Regions from separate parts of the Sus scrofa genome. Here region 2 is linked to region 1. The links are chromatin contacts, called in public Hi-C maps. All regions are on one chromosome and are shown on one strand. Each heading gives the region's core, a stretch centred on a gene start, on an enhancer-like site or on the middle of the called end of the contact. The rest is flanking DNA. Distances are from core to core; before and after follow the strand shown. Region 1 holds the start of ORC1 (origin recognition complex subunit 1). Region 2 holds the start of ZFYVE9 (zinc finger FYVE domain-containing protein 9).

What was found. Hi-C and Micro-C count contacts between places; a contact is called where the count stands out from the background.
Region 2: a contact with region 1 is called in a Hi-C map of mesenteric adipose tissue, with 1.8 times the contacts expected there. The contact joins the promoter of ZFYVE9 here to the promoter of ORC1 in region 1. A contact is called at or near these places in 1 of 5 promoter capture datasets (liver) and 10 of 47 Hi-C or Micro-C datasets (alveolar macrophages, embryonic fibroblasts, fetal heart ventricle and 6 more).

The regions. Positions count from the first base shown.
Region 1 is chr6:159,817,822-159,820,617 of Sscrofa11.1, reverse strand. ORC1 (origin recognition complex subunit 1) reads right to left here and starts at 1,316. Exons shown (of 17, transcript XM_005665420.3): 1 at 989-1,316. It overlaps PRPF38A (a long non-coding RNA gene), which reads left to right and starts at 1,366. Exons shown (of 10, transcript XR_002345201.1): 1 at 1,366-1,708.
Region 2 is chr6:160,073,220-160,075,919 of Sscrofa11.1, reverse strand. It overlaps ZFYVE9 (zinc finger FYVE domain-containing protein 9), which reads left to right and starts at 1,445. Exons shown (of 18, transcript XM_021096648.1): 1 at 1,445-1,775. It also overlaps the pseudogene LOC110261408.

The sequences.
Region 1 (2,796 bases), core at 67-2,566:
ACGCCACAGCCACAGCAATGTGGGATCTGAGCCAGCCGCGTCTCGGACCTACACCTACACCACAGCTCAAGGCAACTCCGGATCCTTAACCCACTGAACAAGGCGAGGGATCGAACTGCAACTTCATGGTTCTTAGTTGGATTCATTTCCACTGTGCCATGACGGGAATTCCTCCTTTCTTTATTTTAAAAAATTATTTGAATGTTATGAAATATATACAATTCAAACAACATTCTGCATTCAATTTCAGGGAATTAATAAATCTTCTAAAGTCCACATATTGCCCTTTGTTACATTAAAAACTGTTGCAGAGGGACTTGATAAACAAAATCTAACATCAGAAACCTCCAATGGCCATCTCAAGCACCCAATACAGCAGGGAAGAGGGTATCAGTTTTATAGAAAATTAAAATCGAAAACTGACATATCTAATCATTACAATTTTGCAGATTAGTAGCCTAGGGTAAGAATCTCGCATCTCATGACTTTTAAGTCCAATCCTTTTTTCAACTGTCAAAAATAGAAGGCCCTTTTATTCCGGGGTTAGACTAGAGAAAGTAAAGCAGGGGCCATAGCACTCTCCTCCTGGAAAGAAGGTGGATACGAGAGAGCCTAGCAGTTAAGAGCAGCTCATCTGGGACTTAGGTAGGAACTCAGGCCGCTTAGTCACGAAAAGGGACTTAGACAAATCTCTCTGCGAACTGCTACACCGTAAAATCGGATAATAACTTCTGCTGTTCCGCCTTCCCCGTGGTGCTTGTTACACTCCGCCGAAAGGAGGAAAAGATGCGAATACCATGCAGATAGAAGGTTCATATGTTTCAGGTCATTACTAGGTCTCAGGGTGCTGAGGACAAGAGCGTACATGCTTCTCTGCTGTTGGCTTCCGGCTTCCCCACTGCAAACTCGCAGTCCCCGACAGAGCAAGGGAGCCTTCAGAAATCCAAAGGTGGAAAGAAAAATGCTCCTACTGGGCTCAGAACAGTACCTGGCACTTAATAGGCGCTTAGGAAGTATCTGCTGAATGGATCAACGTCTGAATGAGTCCGCCGAGAACTCTCCCGCCCGCGGGACGCCACACTCACCGGGGGCCGAAGCTTGCTCGAGCTGGCGCAAGCCTAACGCTTCCCACCGTCTCCGCTTCAGGAGCTCATGGAGTTGCAGCAAATCTAAACTGCCCAGCTGGACTCTTCTCGCAGCTGCCAGTCGTGCAACAGAGCCGAAACTGGCGCCTAGCTAGGAATCCAAAGAAGGTGAGGAAAAGGAAATTCGCGCCAAAAGCCGAGGCCCCGCCCCTAGGCTGTCTCCACGTTCCGTCAGCAGCCTGCCCTCCGGCCCCGCCCATCTAGGGAGGGGACGCGTGACGTACTTCCGCCAACGTGCCCTGGGCCTCGGTCGCGACGCGATTCACGGAAGTTCCTGAAGCAGAAGCGATTCCGGTTTCAAGAGGATCGGCTAAGCTGTTCAGTGAGACTTCCTCCAACTTTCTCAGGCCCTCTCGGGTTGTTGTTGCTTTTTTTTAACCTGGATGTGACGTACTAAAGGAGTCGACGGAAGTAGAACCGAAGGGGTTCTAAAATGGCGAACCGTACGGTAAAGGATGCGCACAGCATCCACGGCACCAACCCTCAGTATCTGGTGGAGAAGATCATTCGGACTCGAATCTATGAGTCCAAGTATTGGAAGGAGGAGTGCTTTGGCCTTACGGGTGAGCAAGAGCGCGTCGACCCCCCCCTTCCCCCACCAGCCCTGGGCGTCCCGTGGCCCAGTTCTAACCTGTCGAATGGGACTGGTCCCGGGGTGGGGGGGGACTGGTCCCGGAGGGTGGGACTGGAGGGAATCTCAGTCTTTCAGAAAAATCTGAGTGCCCACTCTGTGCCTAGTCTTGTGTTGGGCTTTGGGGACCCAAATGGGTCTGATAGGGCCTTTATTCTGAAGGGTGTCAGTTTGGTTCTTTGAGTCATTCCATGTTTAATGGTATCTTGCTAGGTTCCAAACAGTGTTAAAAGTTCAGGGACCCTGAAGATCTTAAAGGAACGTGAATATGCCTGAAACCAAATTCATGATCTTATTATCCCTAAATCTGGCCCGTTTGCACTATTTCCACATTCCGGTCCTGGTATGAATAGAAGCTCTTCAGAGAAACCTTCCAGGCAGTCTGATCTTTGTTGAATTCTGGCTCCTTTTTTGTTCACTGTTCCACCATTGTAAGAGGAACATAATAATATCCACCTCAAAGGTTGAAGGTTTGTTCTAAGGATTAAGTGAAATAATGTATAAAAAGTGTTTGGTATGGTTACAGTATATGTTAATAGAAAGTACTCAGGAATTAGTAGGGGTGGTGCTAATTGTTACCACTGTTAACCACTCCAGTGCTGTTGTTACCGCTCCTGCCAGTTTGTCCACAGAAGATTCATACTGTTTTTATGAGTTGCCATTAAATTTTGGAGTCAAATAAGTTTGCTCCGCGGGCCTTTTCTCATTCCATAGTTTTTTCCTTAGATGATCTCCATACCACAGTTACAGCCTACATATAGATGCCTTCAAATTGATCTCTTCAGCCCAAATTTATATGAATCTAATTCTAAAACGTGCCAACTCAATATGTTTCAAAAGGCAACTCGTGACCTTTTCCCCCAACACTAGGTTACATTCCCTTGTCATATATTTTCATTGATTTCCGTATCTTTCAAATACTGATCCCATTTTAAATTAAATTATGTTTTCAATGCTTTCTGCTTTGCCAGACTGTAAACTCCTTAAGAGCACTGTGTCCTTCTTTACCTGTTATCTCTA
Region 2 (2,700 bases), core at 196-2,695, 260 kb before region 1:
AGAGGAATATATTGGTTCTTTGCAGATATCTGCTATGCAACAGAATGTCATAGGATCAGGTATACTAGGCTCTATTCTTCTTCAGTGGAGGGATGTTATATAAGTCCATTAGTGAAATTTAAAGAAATTTTACCCAGACCAAGAATGACGAAGAATAATGCACCCATTTTTTTTTAATGCACCCATCTTTCCATAGGAAAACACACACACACACACACAGATTTTGAAAGAAAAAGATGAGAAAAATCTTGAATTTAAGGACTGAGGGTGTTTCGGAATCAACAGTAATAGGAACTAACATTTATTGAGTAACTTCCATGGGCTAGTTCCTTTGCAAAATTATCTCCAATCTTTGCAACAATCAGCAAGGCAGGCATCAGAAAATCGAGGTTCCTAAATATTATATAACTTGCCCAGGATCATAAAATTAAACACAACAGAGCTGGAATTGGTGCCTCTGCCAGGATCTGTCTGCCACCAAAGACCCTGCTCATTCTACTACATACTTAATGATAAAATCATGTATTTGGAAAAACTGGGGACCAGAGGATTTGAACAATTTCTCTTTCCCTCTTTTCCCTCTGAGAGCCTTTCTTTTGTTTTTGGTTCTGATGTTTTCACCCTAGAGTTTGAGTGGGATCGAATATAGGGTACCTGTAAAGAGAATGATTCCACAGCCCCCACAATATAACAATTTCTTTCCTTTAGAGCCTTACCTGGGATGTGGAAGGGACTGGGGATGGATGAGCGGAGTGGGGGTGGGGGTGGGGGTGGGGGAGTGTGTTAGAATATGGATTGTTTTTCTCTTAATTTTAGATTGTTTATAAATTTCAGGACAACTCGTTTATTTTCTTCTCTTGCTTGTCTTATTATTATTAATTTGTTCTATTTTGGGGGAGGTTGGGTGTTAAGGGTTTGGTATCTGTTGGGAATTCCTGAAATGATTTGCCAATAGATCCAAAAAAAAGTTAAGGTCAAAGACAATTCCTTCATCTGTTTCAGGAAAGGATGCGTGGGGGGGGGGGTTGATTCTGGGTCACCCTTCTTACATCCAGACGCACTGAACGGATTACAAAGGCTACCCCTTGAATCTCGAGAGGTGAAATCCAGGAGATTCCCCTCACATCCCTGCTCTCAGGTGAAGGTCCGAGTGAGAGGAACGTTCACGTACCTTCTGGAGAGAAGGAAAAGGTGTAAAGATGCTCATGGCCTGAGGCCTAGGGAGTGGGGAGGAGACCCACTAAGGTCGGTGGGGACCGAGGGGCTTCCGGGGGGCGTCGTCGGGGGCGGTCCGGCGGCCCCAGGGCGACGCAGGGAGCCCGGGGCCCCCGCCATCCCCAGGCCGCGCTCCCTCGCGTTCCCTGCGGCTCGTGCCCGGGCGGCCGCCGCAGTCCCGGCGCCGTAGCCGGGCGTGGGGTCCAGGGGGCGCTGTGGCCCAGCGGCGCCGGCGGCAGGAGCGGCCACGGCGACGCTGGAGGCTTCGCCGAGGATCCCCGCCTGCAGCACCTCGGTCGTCCCGCTGCAGCCTCGCACCCCCCGCCCGGCTCAGCGGCGCTCCTGCGGGATCCGCGTGGCTGCGGCGGCCCGGGAGCCCGATGAGGCTCGGCGGGCGCTGGGCCTCAGCACCAGCGGCGACCACAGCCCCTTCAGGAGTGGGAGGCTTCGCGGCGGCGGCGGCGGCGGCGCCTGGGGCCGGGCGGGTGCCCTCCGGAGGAGGCTGTGGGCTCAGGGACGACCCCCCGGCCATGCTGAGGCGGCGGCGGCCGCTGCTCGAGGTGAGTGTGACGCGGCGTCGCGCGGTCCCGGGCTCGCTGGCCTTTGGCCGCCCGGGGAGGGCCCTGGCGGCGAGACCTCGGGCCGGGCGGACGGGGCGTCCTGCCGCTGCGGCCGCCTCCCCCACCCAGGCTCGGGGGCCTCAGCCCTTCCTCCCCGCGTCCCCCGGGGGGCTGGAGGCGCGTGGGGGACGAGTAGGCCCCGCGTCGCCGGGAAGCCCTTGCCCCGGCCTGGGCTCCGGGGCGGCCGCGTCTGTGGAGAGCGGGGCTGGCAGGGTCCCTGGCACCCTTCGGGTTGGCCGCGGGCCCGGGCCGAGCGCAGCCTCTTACCCTGGGCCCCGCACGTACATCCCGGAGGGAGGCAGAGGACGCCTGTTTGCAAACAGCCTGGGCTTCTCGCGCCCCAGGCTCAGTCCCGAAGAGTCCCGGGGGTCGGGGGCGGGAGGGTGAGAAAGCCGGTGCGGAAAGCGCGGGGCCCTGGAAGCCCTTGGAACTCCCTGGAGTGTCATTCACCCATCCGACTGGCTTGAAAACAACCTTTTGCGTCTTCTTTGAGGTGAAATTTCATCACCTACCGGCAGCTCATCTCTGCTGCTTCTGTTACCTTTTGCTTCTAAGCGTGGTCTGCCTCGGAGAAAGCCCCATTCCAGCTTTGAGATGTTAACGTCTCCCAGATAATACTCAAAATTAGAAAAACATCTTTTTTAAAAAAACAAAGGTCTGTTCCCCCCATCACCCCTCCCCCCCGTAAGAGTGTGAGTATTGTAATGCCTTAGTCCGTGGTTCAAAATTGTCCCCCTAAATAGATCCATAGGATGGATGACAAGAGGATTTTAAAAAGTCATGCTAACTATCCCAGTAACAGAGACCTGATGGAAATAGGACATATTCTAGATTTTAGTAATTAAGTGATTTATTTTGGTATTAA